2 separate regions of the Macaca mulatta genome follow, and region 2 is linked to region 1. Evidence: chromatin contacts called from public Hi-C data. All regions are on one chromosome and are shown on one strand. Each heading gives the region's core, a stretch centred on a gene start, on an enhancer-like site or on the middle of the called end of the contact. The rest is flanking DNA. Distances are from core to core; before and after follow the strand shown. Region 1 holds the start of NSRP1 (nuclear speckle splicing regulatory protein 1). Region 2 holds the start of BLMH (bleomycin hydrolase).

Region 1 (7,646 bases), core at 1,925-4,424:
TACAAGCATTAGCCAGGTGGGATGGTGCGTTCCTGTAATCCCTGCTACTCAGCAGGCTGAGGCAGGAGAATCGCTTGAACCTAGGGGGCAGAGGTTGCGGTGAGCTGAAATTGCACCACTGCACTCCAGCCTAGGCAACAGAGGGAGACTCCATCTGAAAAAAAAAAAAAAAAAAGAGGCTGGGCACGGTGGCTCACGTCTGTAATCCCAGCACTTTGGGAGGCCGAGGTGAGTGGATCACCTGAGGTCGGGTTCAAGACCAGCCTGGCCAACATGGTGAAACCCCATCTCTCCTAAAAATATAAAAATTAGCTGGGCGTGGTGGTGGGGCACCTGTAATCCCAGCTACTCAGGAGGCTGAGGCAGGAAAATCTACTAAATATACAAAAAATATTAAAAATACAAAAAATACTAAAAATACAACAACAAAAGAAAATTAGCCGGGCATGGTGGCAGGCACCTGTAACCCCAGCTACTCGGGAGGCTGAAGCAGGAGAATCACTCGAACCTAGGAGGCAGAGATTGCAGTGAGCCAAGATTGCACCATCGCCCTTCAGCCTAGGTAACAAGAGCGAAACTCTGTCTCAAAAAAAAAAGAAAAAAAAATATTAAAACATGACAGGAGTATTAGAAAAGCACACATTTACTGGGCGTGGTGGCTCACACCTGTAATCCCAGCACTTTGGGAGGCTGAGGTAGGTGGATCACCTGAGGTCAGGAGTTCGAGACTAGCCCGGCCAATATGGTGAAACCCTGTCTCTACAAAAAATATTAAAAATATACAAAACTTAGGTGGGCATGATGGCAGGTGCCTGTAATCCCAACTACTCAAGAAGCTTAGGCAAGAGAATAGCTTGAACCCAGGAAGCGGAGGTTGCAGTGAGCCGAGATCACGGCATTGCACTTCAGCCTTGGCAACTGTGCAAGACTCAAAAAAAAAAAAAAAAAAAAAGAAAAGAAAAGCACACATTTGTGGTCGTTTCTGATATATAACTGTGAGTTTCACAGAAAAAGTTTTGGCTGCTAAAATAGAAAATTTTTTTTGTTTGTTTTTGAGACGGAGTCTCGCTCTGTCGCCCAGGCTGGAGTGCAGTGGTCGGATCTCGGCTCACTGCAAGCTCCGCCTCCCAGGTTTATGCCATTCCCCTGCCTCAGCCTCCTGAGTAGCTGGGACTACAGGTGCCTGCCACCTCGCCTGGCTAGGTTTTTTATATTTTTTTTAGTAGAGGTGGGGTTTCACTGTGTTAGCCAGGATGGTCTCGATCTCCTGACCTCGTGAGCCACCCATCTCGGCCTCCCAAAGTAATAGAAAATTTTTATATTAGATGTTATTGTAGTACTATCAAGGGTAACTATTTACTACCATGATTATAACTGAGCAATTACATTTGGCAGACACTGAATTTAAAAAAAGTAGTGTTGTTAAGAACTGTTATATAGTGATCTTAGCTCATGGTTAACAAATTAAAAACTGCTTTTGCTAATAAAAATTTGTAGGAAATTGGTGACATCTTAATAACTCATACCTAGGGATCTTTTTTTTTTTTCATACCTAGGGATCTTTACACCAACAATTTTGTTATGACAATTTCAGTAGTCTGAAAAGACTGTGTATTTGTTTAAAGGTAAAGTTCACAGCTTTTAGAGGGAAAAAAATATTTTAAAAAATCGGTGGAGCTGCTTTCTTTACACATTCCTTTTTGAGAGTTCTGTAAATTATACTTCACTGTACTGACAAATAACAAAGGCAAAGGTATCAGAGTCGCAAGTTCAATTTTTAAAAAATTTACATTTCCAACAATGTACGAGTAAAACATAGGTTTCCTTACCTCATCATCATCATCAGAATCATCCCCAAACACTGATGGTTTTTGCAAAACAGGGTGCAACTGCTGTGTTTTCTTTGGCAAAATAAGCCCATACCTGCATATATTTTTTTTGAAATAGAAATTAAACCATTATGTTTAAATGTTAACAAATACATCTACTATCTCTTCCACATGAAGCTACCAAATCAAAACATGTCATAAGCTTTATGAACACATAACAGACTGTTTCTGCTTCTCAGTAATGTCAAAATTCTAACATGCCGTAAGAGTCTATAATTATTACTTTAAGTGATCATTTGTGGACACGGGCCAAACTCGAATATCATTTTTATCAAAGAAGAGAAGTAAATGAAAAGTTCAGAAATGTTTTAAGATGGCGAAGTGATGGTAACATTTTTTTAAAAAAATGTGTAGTGGAAAGTTTAGTTCATGTCCACCAAAGATTTTAAAATGCTTTCAATTATCCTTGTGGTCTAACAAGTCAAGAAAACGGCCAGATTTTTTTTTTTCCTACTGTGTATTTATACAGTTTCTAAGAACTGACTGGATAGTGTAACTCACTAAAATTTTTAAAAGATTAACTGAGAAACCCAAGTAGCCATGGGGCAAGTTCGCATTACACTTTATTAAGATCACGTGCTTTGCTAAGCGAACCATCCCATCAGATCCACCTCCTTCAGTTTCTCACGTTTTGGCCTTTAAGATGCGGAGATCACGGGAGGCCGCATCAAAACTAAGGATTACACATCAAAGGTAAACCTTTCAAGTACGTACAGTATTTGTCTCTTTTGCGGCAACGTATATCCCAATTTCCTATATGCCTACCCTTTTTCTGTGGCTTCTCAGAACAATATTCCTAAAACGAGAAGGAAGGGCGGGAATCAGGACTTGAGCTTCTGCCAAGGAGAACAAGGCCCTCTAAGGAAGCCAGGAATTGTCTCTCTTCACACTGCCCCTGAGAGCATCCAAGCGGGGAGAAACTCAAGCGCGGGGTAGGAAGCAAGACTGAGGGGCCTCAGACCGAGCTTTTGGAAAATAGAAAAGTCTCGCTCTCTGCCCCTCAGCCTAACTTCCTTTATTTCCTCACAAGTTTCTCCCTCAAACTTCGAGCTTCCATCCTGGAAAATGTACGGGGGAGGGGAATCTACGTTCCTCAGGATTTCTCGTTTTTTCCCGTCTGTACCCCTGAAGACACAGTCCCTTCACTTCCAGCGCATTTAAAACTCCTCGGCCAAAGACACAGTCGCCGTAGTTTCTCATCCCCCAGCCTGACCCTAACTCCCGCATCACTCACTGCCTGCCCGGAATCGCCATCTTGCTCCCGTGTCCGCTGAACGTGGCCGACGCCACCGTGACGCTGACGCCGATGACGTCACTTAAACTCTCGCGCGGCTTTGGGTGGCCCGGATTCTGCTTGTCTGTTGAGTGGCTGGTTTGAGTCACTTCCACCGTACTGGGAATCGGATCCCGTGGCCTCTGTTTTGTTTCGGAGCCCACCGGCTGCCTCAAAATCTGTAGGAGAAAAGAATGACAACGTTCTAGGCCAGTTGTTCCAGAGTGTGGTTCTGCGACCAGCGGCATCACCACAACGGGAGATATTGTTAAAATGACAAATTCTCGGGCACCACCCCAAACCCGCCGAATCAGAAGTTTTGGAGTGGAGAGAGTTATCTGAATTTTAACCCGCGGGTAATTCTGATACTCAAGTTTGAAAACCACGGCCATGGCTATCGATATTCCCCCTACCCACTTCCAAGTGTTCAGTTTAACTGGTTCAGGATAATTAGGCGAAAAATGAAAATCCATGTATTAATAATACCTTACATGGGACCAAAATTATTTTTTATTTTTATTTGTTTATTTTTTTGAGACGGAGTTTCGCTCTTGTTGCCCAGGCTAGAATGCAAAGGCGCGAACTCGGTTACCGCAACCTCCACCTCCTGGGTTCAAGCGATTCTCCTGCCTCAGCCTCCCGAGTAGCTGAGATTACAGGTATGTGCCACCAGGCCCGGCTAGTTTTGTATTTTTACTACAGACGGGGTTTCTCCATGTTGGTCAGGCTGGTCTCGAACTCCCGACCTCAGGTGATCCGCCCGACTCGCCCTCCCAAATTGCTGGGATTACAGGCATGAGCCACCGTGCCCGGCCCGTATATGATACCTTTTTGAAAACTCTACCCACATCTGTGCACTCATTCACTCTTGGTTCATTCCAGACTAGTCTCAGAGCAGCCAAAGAGATCAATTACTGAGAGAAGGATGTTGAAGTCTCCAACTATAATTGTGAATTTGCTTCTCCTTTCAATTCTATCAGTTTGTGTCATGTATTTTGAACTTAGGTATGTAAACATTTAGGATTGTTATGTTCTCTTGCATTAACCTCTATAGCATTAAGAAGTGGCCCTCTTTCTTCCTTTATTCTTTGCTTGGTCTGCTCTAAATATAACTGGCTTTCTTTTGATTAATGCTAGCATAGTGTATGTTTTTCAACCTATTTTAATCTGTGTATTTATATTCAAATTGGATCACACGTTGACAGAATATAGTTGGGTCTTTTTTATCCAGTCTGACAGTCTCTTCCGTTTAATTTGGATGTTTAAAACGTTTTCATTAAAGTGACTATGATTGCAGACTGGGTGGGGTGGCTCAGGCCTGTAGTCCCAGCACTTTGGGAGGTTGAGGCCAGCATGCACAACGTAGCCAGACCCCATCTCAAAAAAAAGAAAAAAAAAGTATGATTGCTGTTTTCTACTTTTCCCAACTGTGATTCAGCTTATGATTTTCATGCTTCAGCCTCCTTTGTTGGTTTATTGACCATACTTCTTTGCTTGTTATTTTTTAAAGCTGTTGCTTTAGGGTTTCTAATATATGTCTTAAACTTATCACAGTCTACCTTAAAGTAAGAATCTACCGCTTTCTGTATAGTATAAGAAGCTTACAAAAGTATACTTCCATTTTATCTCCTAGTTTGTGCTATTGTCACTATGTCGTAAATGCACGATAAATTATTTTTGCTATAAAAAGTAAATTCGTTTTTAAAAAGATTTTTTTGAATAGGAAAAATATGTTTACCCACGTATTTATCATTTCTCATGTTTCCATGTCTTTGTGTAGATTCGGATTTCTGTCTAATATTTTTAAAAATCTTTTTTAAAATTTTTATTGAGCAGTAATTCACATATCGTACAATTCATTCATTTAAAGTGTACAATTCAGTGGTGTTCAGTATAGTAAAGTTGTATTTTTAGTATAGTCATAGTTCTACTACCCTCACCACAATCAATTTTAGATTTTTTTTTTTTTGAGACAGAGCCTTGCTCTGTTGCCCAGGCTGGAGTGCTGTGGTGCATCTTGGCTCACTGCAAGCTCCTGGGTTCAAGCGATTCTCCTGCCTCAGCCGCCCAAATAGCTGGGATTACAGGCATGTGCCACCACACCCGGCTAATTTTTGTATTTTTAGTAGAGACAGGATTTCTCCATGTTGGCCAGGGTGGTCTCAAACCCCTGACCTCAGGTGATCCACCTGCCTCGGCCTCCCAAAGTGCTGGGATCACAGGTGTGAGCCACTGCGCCTGGCCACTTTTAGATTATTTTTAATACCCAGCAAAGAAACCATGTACCTATTCGTCGCTCCTGTTTTCCTCCAAATCCTCCAGTCCTGGGTAACCATTTTATGTCTATAGACTTGAAGTTCTATCAGTTTTAACTTCATGTATTTTGAAGCTCTGTCATTAGGTTTACGATTGTAATGTCTTCTTAATTGACTTTTCATTATCAAATAACCTTTATCATTATAATATTCTTTGCTCTGAAATCTACTTGTGTGATATTATAGCCACTCCGGTTTTCTTTTGACATTAACTCTAGGGAAAGAAAAAGGATGTACAGGAATGGAAAATAATTGTAATTTACAACATGGCTAAGCTCTAAATAGCATACATAATCATGATAATATAAACACTGAATATTGATCTATTCTGATTAAATTACTATGTAATAATATTGAGAAGAATGGATGGGAAGTGTGTGTGTATGTATGCTGAGGAAGGAGCTAAATCTTTGTATTGTATACTGGGAGATTAATAGATACTGCCTAAATCGGAAAAACAAAAATAGCCACACAAGCATGTAATTTAACAATATAGAGGTAAATGTCAAAACCACAGCTAAAATAGAGGTTGGCAAACTTTTACTGCAGTCGGATAGCAAATAATTTAGTCCATGTGACCCATGTGGTTTTTGTGGCAACTACTCAACTCTGCCCTGATAATGTGAAAGCAGCCGTAGACATGGGCATACCTATTCCAATAAAACTTTACCATACCAGGCAGCTGGCCAGATTTGGCCAATGGGCTGTTTACCAACTCCTGAGCAAAAAGAATTGAAAGTAGTTGATTCAGAAGCAAGGAAAATAGAGGTAAGGTGGGGCTGGGAAATGCCATGGTCTCAGCAGACCTTGTGTAACAGAATGACTTTTTAGGAGTATGTGTTACTTTGCTTAAAATAAAGAGTAAAAAATAAAGCCCCCTGCCAGGGCTGCCTGCCTCTTGCTTGAAGAGACTGAATGGGGAATTAGTTACCCATAATTACCCAGGGGGGAACTCAATATCCTAGATAATTTGAGTTTTTCAATTGGTATATTCTGTATTCTTCCATTGCCTTTGGGACATTTTAATGAAGCGGTCATGGGATTTTCCCTAGGCTAGAAGGGACAGTTTCTCAGATGCAGTGTTGTAGAGTCTGCAGCAGTGGTGGTAACTGCAGCGGTGAATAAGGGCACAGAGAAGCCTCCTAACATTTTGGAACCCAACTTTTGAAACTTTAACCAGAAATGCTGTAAGGACAAGCTGGGTAAACCAGTAAAAGATAGATCATCACTACCATCCTCATGGTTATTATACAACAGAAATTTCCAATCATCTTCAACTTCCAGAACAGAACAGTTGACTAAATTGGATCCATTACCGAAACCCTTGGATCTTCCATTTAATCTTTTGACACTAGTGTTACTAATGTTAACTTCACTACTTTCAGTTTCTTCTCTTTGCACCCAATCTTTTCCCCAACCAACTACTCACACCTTTTCTCTACCTATAGTTTCTGCTAACTTGTAGCATATTGAAGGCACTATGCACCAACTTCCTTCAAGGCCTCTCATGACACCTTTGGCCTCTCTAAACACTTAATTTCCTTTTATTATTTTTTAGTTTTTATTTATTTATTTACTTACTTATTTTTGGAGACGGAGTATCACTCTGTTGCCCAGACTGGAGTGCAGTGGCGCGATCTTGGCTCACTGCAACCTCCACCTCCCAGGTTCAAGCAATTCTTCTGCTCATCTCCTGAGTAGCTGAGATTACAGGTGCGCACCACCACGCCCAGCGAATTTTTGTATTTTTAATAGAGACGGGGTTTCACCATATTGGCCAGGCTGGTCTCGAACTCCTGACCTAGTGATCTGCCCGCCTCGACCTCCCAAACTGCTGGGATTACAGGCGTGAGCCACTGTGCGCGGCCTTAATTTCCTTTTAGACACTGCTCCCATTGCTGTTTCCCAGTTTGGCTTGTCCATGGTTTGGGTGCTTTTTATATTAGGCCATTTCACAAATTGGTCTCACTTTGGTAAGGGGTCACCCCTAATTCAAACAACTGTAACTAGAGAGTCAATCACGTAATGGCCACCTAGAGTTGCCTCATCACTTGAAGTGCTTGGGCAGGACAGTCTAAGCTCAGACAGTAGATGGAGGACAGGTTAAATACGGTTAATGACTAGGAGATGGTACACCTACTGAGGGTAATAACCAAGCTTAAGGGCAGA
Region 2 (7,646 bases), core at 1,536-4,035, 170 kb before region 1:
TCATCTATACTTTAAACATTATCATTATCAGAGCTAATGCTACCCCCATATGGCATCCTTATAAGAAGTCGTGAAAGGGGCCGGGCAAGGTGGCTCACGCCTTTAATTCCAGCACTTTGGGAGGCCGAGGTGGGCGGATCACGAGGTCAGGGGTTCAAGACCAGCCTGGCCAACATGGTGAAACCCCGTCTCCCTTAAAAATACAAAAATTAGCCGGGTATAGTGGTGCGTGTCTGTAATCCCAGCTACTCAGGAGGCTGAGGCAGGAGAATTGCTTGAACCCAGGAGGTGGAGGTTGCAGTGAGCCGAGATTACACAGCGAGACTCTGTCTCAAAAAAAAAAAAAAAGTAGTGAAAGGTACATCATACTCTGTGCACAGCCTTGGCCAGGGTGCATGGCTTGGCAAGCAGAGCCTGGACTGCATTTTAGTCTCTACTCACCACACTCAGCCTGGTGCCCTTGTGCCATGAACACCCTGTGCCACTGCACATTGCAGCCCAGGGCACTATCTGTGGTCTTCATCTCTATCTCACTCTATCCTGTTTCCCTCTGTAACCCTGCTGACTTCCATGGTTCCAACTTGAACTTATGTGTCTCACTTAATCTCTAGGTATCTTTTCATCTACCTCCTGAACTTCTCTTCCTGGGTGTCCTGTGGGCATCCTAATGTTGCTATAGCCCAAACTCAGTTCAGATCTGCACACTTGCAAATATGCAAATATACCTATTTTTCTGTATGCCCTCTCTTGGTTAATGATACCACCTTCCATTTTCTTATTCAGCTGAAAACCTCAAGATTATCGATGCCTCTTCCCTTTCTGCAATTTAAGGCTTTTGTCCTCTCCCAAGTTCACTACTGGAAGAACCTTCTAGGCAGTTTCCCCATCTCCAGAGCCTCTCCCCTCCAAATCACTCTCCCCACTGCCACCAGGTTTTTTTTTTTTACACGGACTTCAGCATGTTTTTCCTTTGTTTCAAAACCCATTTTGTCTTCTAATTAACCATAAGATAAAGTCTAGATGCTCAGGCATTGCACATAAAACCCTTTATATCTTGGCCCAAACTCACACTTTTCCAGTCCTACACCTTGCCTCTGCTCTCAACACATGCCTTGCTCTTAGCCACATCCGATTATAATGCACCCTTTCTCGAACATGATTTTATTCTCTGTGCCTTCGTTGGTGCCTTGAATGCCCTTCTCCTGTTCTTTAACTTATAAAAATCTCATCCACTCTTCAAGATCATGCTCTCTTGTCACTTCTATTTTCAGGCACCCTTTGGCCCTAATTGATGGTGCTCTCCTCATTGCTTCTACAGTCTACAGCGCTATTGGTATGCTACTACAGAGAGTCTAAAAGTTGTTTTGCATTTCTTTCCTACTACACTGAGCTTCTTAAGGGCAAGATTAAGTTTTGTTCATCTCTATGTCATCGGTAGTTTGTCCAGTGCATAGTACATGTTAGATATTGAATAAAAATTTATTATTTGAATTGGACAGGATGCTTGAACATCATTTTGTGAAAAGACCAGTGATTTCTTTCTGTATAATTCTCAGCCTCTTCTTTTTCAGATATTGAAAGAACCTCAGAATACGATGGTTGATGGGCCCACTTAAAATAGTTGCTATGTTATAGCCCCAATTTTTAGCTGAGTCTCTCTAGGGACATAGAAACTGTGCTTTCTTGAATGACTGGTGCCTCAGTATGGATTTTTCCAGATATCAGAGTTCCTTAGAACTGCGATGGTTTTCAACCTAAGAAGACCTAGATTCTAGGTTACACACACACACACACAAAACCTTATTGTTTTGAATAGCAGATACAGGGTTTCAGTGTTTTTGTTTTACCCTCTTTGGGTTCTAGCCCAACATCTTACTAAGGGCTGAGATTTCGGGGCATGAAAAACGGAATCAACAAAAACAAGGTTTTTACAATCTCAAAACTTTGGGAAACTGTTATCTTGAAAGCCTAGAGGGGGAAGCATCAGTTAGTTTTGTAGAGAACTCGGCAAAACAATATTGAGGCATAAGGCTAGCCTCTGTCATCCTCCTAGGTTAAACCCAACGGGACATGCTGGACTATACAGGAGACACTCGTGAACTCCGTTAAGACCAAATGGGTAGCGTTCTTGAAATGAGCAGCTGTCTATTTGTAGAACTCTGGTAATAGCTTTGGAGTGGGTGGGAAAGAGCTTGGTTCCAATTTCCCCTCAAAGACAATTATTTGCTTCTGACGAGAATCCAAGCAACCAGTTGCCATTGAGAATGCAGTGATTGGTCAGCAAACGAAGCCTATAGGAAGAGCCTTCGGGTGCATTCCTTGTGACCCGTCCTAAGCCTGATGCTTAATTATGGGACCTCTCAGCTCCTCCCTCCCGCCTCGAGCTCCCTTTTGGCTTCTCACAAGGATTCCTGGGGACGATTCCCCGATGCTAGAGTACTTGGGGTCTGGGCCCGTAGGGAACACGTCAGCCTCCCTCCTCGGAGCGGGCCTGATACCGAGAGGGCGCCCGCGCGGCCCGGAGGCGGGAACCCAGGGGGCGAGGGCTCCGGCACCGCCCTGCCTCGCAGAGCAACTGCGCGGTAGTGCGCGGGGGCAGGCGCGGCCTCGGGCCCCCGGCACTGGCTGACCCGGCGCGTCAGCGAGGCCGCCCCCGTCGGCCCTCCCCCGGGCGGGGCCAGCCCCGACGGCGCTGAGTCAGCAACGCGAGGGGGGAGTTTTGTCCCTCCGCGGACCCCGTTTCTCCCGGCCTCAGCCTCCCCGCCGCCACCACCAAGCCGGTTTCCTTTTTCCGGCGCTCCGGGTGCGAGAGGCAGGTCCGGCGCTTTAGGCAGGGAGCCGCAGCGCAACCCCGGCGCTCGCCCGAGGACCCTGGAAGCTACCGTTACGCCGCCGGGCAGCGTGGGCGCCATGAGCAGCGCGGGTGAGGTGCCGCCGTCCCCCGCCGCGGTCCTCTCTGGAGGAGCTCCGCGGTCCCCGTGAGGCCCGGCGGCGGGGAAGGCCGGGGGCTGGGACCCTGGGCGATGGCGGGGAGGGAGCTTTCGGGGCGAGCTGGAGCGGCCTGGAGGGAGACAGCGCCTTGGAGGAGGATGCAGCTCATGGGCTTCCCCGCTGCAGCGGGCATCCCAGGATGCGCCTACGAAGTTAGATCCGGGACGCGGGAGCCCCAGATCAGCCCTCTTCCCCCTCTTTTTGGCGTTAAAATCCCGTTTTGGTCTCCCAACAGGACTGAATTCGGAGAAGGTAGCTGCTCTGATACAGAAACTGAATTCTGATTCCCAGTTCGTACTTGCCCAGAATGTCGGGACCACCCACGACCTGCTGGACATCTGTCTGAAGCGGGCCACGGTGCAGCGCGCGCAGCATGTGTTCCAGCACGCGGTGTCCCAGGAGGGCAAGCCAGTCACCAACCAGAAGAGCTCAGGTGTGGGCTTCAACTTCTCCCATACTTTCCTTGACCTTCCTGACAGCGTCCCATTTTGGTGTCTTACTTGAGAGTGGTCTTAAATTCGTACTGAAAGAACTGGTTGTAAATTCTTAGAGAGTGAGGCACAGGTACAGGCAGGTCTAAGAACATTACCAATGTGGTTTGTTTTGGTGTTCTGTGGCTTGTTAGCACATGTGGTTAGAATACTAAAGTGACATGTCCACGAGTATACGTTTGAGTGTAATTGACTATATTATGTTCCGATGTTTTGTGGTTTGTAGCCCATGTTTTGGAGATACATGGTTTTGGTCACAAAACAGAATATGTGAAAAGGTTCATATCCTTGGAGGACTCCCCAGAAACGCCCTGAAGGCCCTATACTATGAAATAGAAAAGACACAATGTAATTACATTAAAATGTCATCAGATGTTACTTTTAAATTTGTTTCTTGGTTACAGTTGAAGCTAATGTGCTGATGGGCTCAGTTCCCACCAGTAGATCAATTTGTAATACAGAAAAAAGTTCTATTCTCATGCCTTACTAGTCAAGAAGTCTCGTTTTGCTATCTGCTTTCTAGCACCACTCTCAGAAAAAAAACAGGTATAGTGAAAGATTGGATATCCAACAATCTAAATAAGGAGCACATTCTCACAACAAAATTGTACTAAAAGGATTTTTTTAAAGTCTTTATCTACTTGAAGACCCCCAGTCTATCTATATGGACAGGAAGCACATCAGTGCTTGTTTAGAGTCGGTCAGAACTCACAAAGCACACATTTAACTTGAGTACATTTTATTGTATGTACATTTTACCTGAATAAAGTTGATTTTTTAAATGTTAAGGAAAAAATCAAGACCTTACAATAATTAATGTTTTGCTCTAGAAGAAAGTGCTTGGAGTGGTATGGGCTCTCAGGCTACAGATGATACAGTTAGTAATGTCACAGTGGTCCTACATAGTTTAGATTGCAGTGACTTGTTAGGGAACAGGTCAGGTCTTACACATTTTGCAGTGTCACTTTTATATACAAAAGATCCAAATAGCATGTGAGCTGTGTAGTTTATTTTCATGCAGTTTTCACATCACCAGTGCATCCAGATCCCTTCTACTAGAAATATATAGCATATAGAAGAGAGGTGACATACAGGTAAATCTAAGGTAAAGACTAATAGTAAGGCACTGGTGACTTTCAAAAAACACTGTAGTTAACTAGAGTTTTCTTCTTGTTACAAAATTATTTTTGTTTAATGTAGAATATTTGCAAATACCAAGTGAATATTTTTCCTGTATATTTGTCAGGTCTGTGTGTGTGTGTGTGTGTGTGTGTGTGTGTGTGTGTAATGTGGATTGATACCTTATGCATTGTTATGTAAGCTACCTATCTTTTTCACTTACCAATATATTATAAACGTATTTTCATATTAGTAAAAAAGTTATACCCAATACAAGTCAAAGATTTTCCCTCAGAATTTTCCTTCAGAAAAGAGATAATTTCCCTATATTTAAGACCTTAAAGGATTTTTCTAGTGGGCGCTCTCAGTTACTTTATTTTGAAGTAGAGTACAATTTGGAGAAGACGTTACTCTGAAAAACCTCAGATGCGTACTACCTTTGCATGCTTACAGAGATCCTTTGATTGAATCAGCTTTTTTTAAAAGGCGACAAATTAGAATAAATTGATGTTGCATATCATTGTAAATAGACCTTTTAAAGATCATGTAAGTCAGAACAGGAAGTGGTGATAATGGAGTTTGTGATTATACACATACAGGACAAATGAAGAATCTGATTATATAGTTGATGCTTGGCATAGAATTTTCAGGGACAGCATCATGCATGGATTCAAAACATTGACTCAAACATACTAGAGGAAGAGAGATGACGTGTGCTGACTGAAAGAGTGGATCTAATGATGGCACAGACACTGATGGCTAGGTACATGTGAAGAGTATGAATCAGTGTGGAAATGAAATGTGAAGTAGGAAAAACAGTACTTCTAAATCAATTTATGTTAACATGATTTTAAGTATATATTTAAATTTATAAAATATTGGCCGGGTGCTGTGGCTCATGCCTGTAATCCTAGCACTCTGGGAGACGGAGGCAGATGGATCACTTGAGGTCAAGAGTTCGAGACCAACCTTGCCAACATGGCAAAACCCTGGCTCTACTAAAAGTACAGAAATTAGGTGGGTGTGGTGACACGCATCTGTAATTCCAGCTACTCAGGAGGCTGAGACATGAGAATCAGGAGGCGAAGTTTGCAGCGAGCTGAGATTGCACCACTGCACTCCAGCCTGAGTGACAGAGTGAGACTCTGTCTCCTAAAAAAAATTTATTAAAATATTATGGGTAGACAATTTACTATTCCTATATGTTTCGAAGTGTTTATAAAATCCAGTTAGGGAAATATCTCCACTTTTTTGGCTTATCACTAGGAGAATGGAGTATTGACTTACGTTAAGGTCAGCCTATACGGAAGCATATACAATCACCCTATATTGAAGCATATTGGAACGCATATTCCAGATTAAAGGGTAGGGGTTTTTTATTTTTTATTTATTTTTTGAGACGGAGTCTCCCTCGGTCACCCAGGCTGGAGTACAGTGGCACCATCTCGGCTCACTGCAACATCTGCTTCCTGGGTTCAAGTGATTCTCCTGCCTCAGCCTCCTGAGTAGCTGGGATTACAGGTGCTCGCCACCTTGCCCGGCTAATTTTTGTATTTTTAGTAGAGACAGGGTTTCACTATGTTGGCCAGGCTGGTCTCGAACTCCTGACCTCAGGTGATCCACCCGCCTCAGCCTCCCAGAGTGCTGGGATTACAGGCGTGAGCCACCGCCGGATGGGTAGGGACTTTTTAAAGCTTTTGCTAGGTACTGCCAAATTGCATTCAGGTATTTTATGCCTATTTAGATTCCTATCGAGATTGATAATGATGTTTATTTCCCCAAATGAAATAAGAAATGATCTTTCCCCACTTAACAGGTGTCTTTATCATTAACTTTTACAACTGCTTCTTTGTCATTTGTATCTTTTTTGGCCACTGAATGATCTATTTGTGGTCTCTGTTCACAGTTTTCTAGCTATGTTTCTTTTTCTAATGTGATTTTCTTGGGTGATATGTAATGGATTCTTTATTTTATATGTAAAGAGTGTTTTTGTGTTAAAGATATTAAACCTTTGCACATATATTGCTAATAATAATTACCACCTTTCTTGTTTTGTTTTTAATTTTTCTGCTCTTTCTGATTTACTCTTTCTGAATTGTCCAGATCTTGTCATGAGTTCATTGGTGGGAAATAACAGTTGGAGCAGTGCAGTCTGTGTGAACCCTCATAATTTCTTGATGTGCTTTCTTGTTTCAGGGCGATGCTGGATCTTTTCTTGTCTGAATGTTATGAGGCTTCCATTCATGAAAAAATTAAATATTGAAGAATTTGAGTTTAGTCAATCTTACCTCTTTTTTTGGGACAAGGTAGGGGACGGATCTGGCAAGATTCTTTTTGTATTGATTTCAGCGTTGGTAGAGACTGCCTCTTCATTTGTTGCTTTTCCATTTATACCCTGCCCTTTCATAATGGGTGAGACACCTTTTATTCTGACTTCCAGAGTATCAAAAGTTGACTCTTTCAAAGGCAAGAACTGTTTTTGGTTGGTAGGTGGCTATATTTTGCTTGTCTATTTAAAATTTTAAATTTTATATTCAATATTCAATTCAGTGTATCTCCCTTTTTAACATCTTTTTAGGTTATTTGTTCTTTTCTAGGACCTAATTTCCCTTCTCAAGTACTTGTCTGAAAAACAGTAAATAATGTTATTTCATTATTTATTTATTTATGTATTTATTTATTTATTTTTTGAGACCGTCTCACCCTGCCACCTGGGCTAGAGGGCTGTGGCACAATCTCAGCTCACTGTAACCTCTGCCTCCCGGGTTCAAGCCGTCCTCTCAACTCAACCTCCCAAGTAGCTGGAATCACAGGCACATGCCACCATGCCCAGCTAATTTTTGTATTTTTAGTAGAGACAGGGCATTTCACCATGTTGGCCAGACTGGTCTCGAACTCCTGACCTCAAGTGATCTGCCTGCCTTGGCCTCCTAAAGTGCTGGGATTACAGGTGTGAGCCACCACTCCTGGCCATATTCCATTTCCTAATCTTCAAAATGTATATTACTGGCCTGGTTTAGTGGCTCATGCTTGTAATCCCAGCAC

What was found. A called contact is a pair of places that touch in the nucleus more often than the background predicts.
Region 2: a Hi-C map of cortical neurons shows a contact between it and region 1, with 2.8 times the contacts expected there. The contact joins the promoter of BLMH here to the promoter of NSRP1 in region 1. A contact is called at or near these places in 4 of 14 Hi-C or Micro-C datasets (cortical neurons, fetal cortex germinal zone, fetal cortical plate and 1 more).

The regions. Positions count from the first base shown.
Region 1 is chr16:38,860,919-38,868,564 of T2T-MMU8v2.0, reverse strand. It overlaps NSRP1 (nuclear speckle splicing regulatory protein 1), which reads right to left and starts at 3,174. Exons shown (of 7, transcript XM_077970729.1): 1 at 2,655-3,174; 2 at 1,830-1,923. It overlaps MIR423 (microRNA mir-423), which reads right to left and starts at 2,908; the gene lies at 2,815-2,908.
Region 2 is chr16:39,035,108-39,042,753 of T2T-MMU8v2.0, reverse strand. It overlaps BLMH (bleomycin hydrolase), which reads left to right and starts at 2,785. Exons shown (of 11, transcript XM_077970734.1): 1 at 2,785-2,923; 2 at 3,227-3,424. The coding sequence starts at 3,365.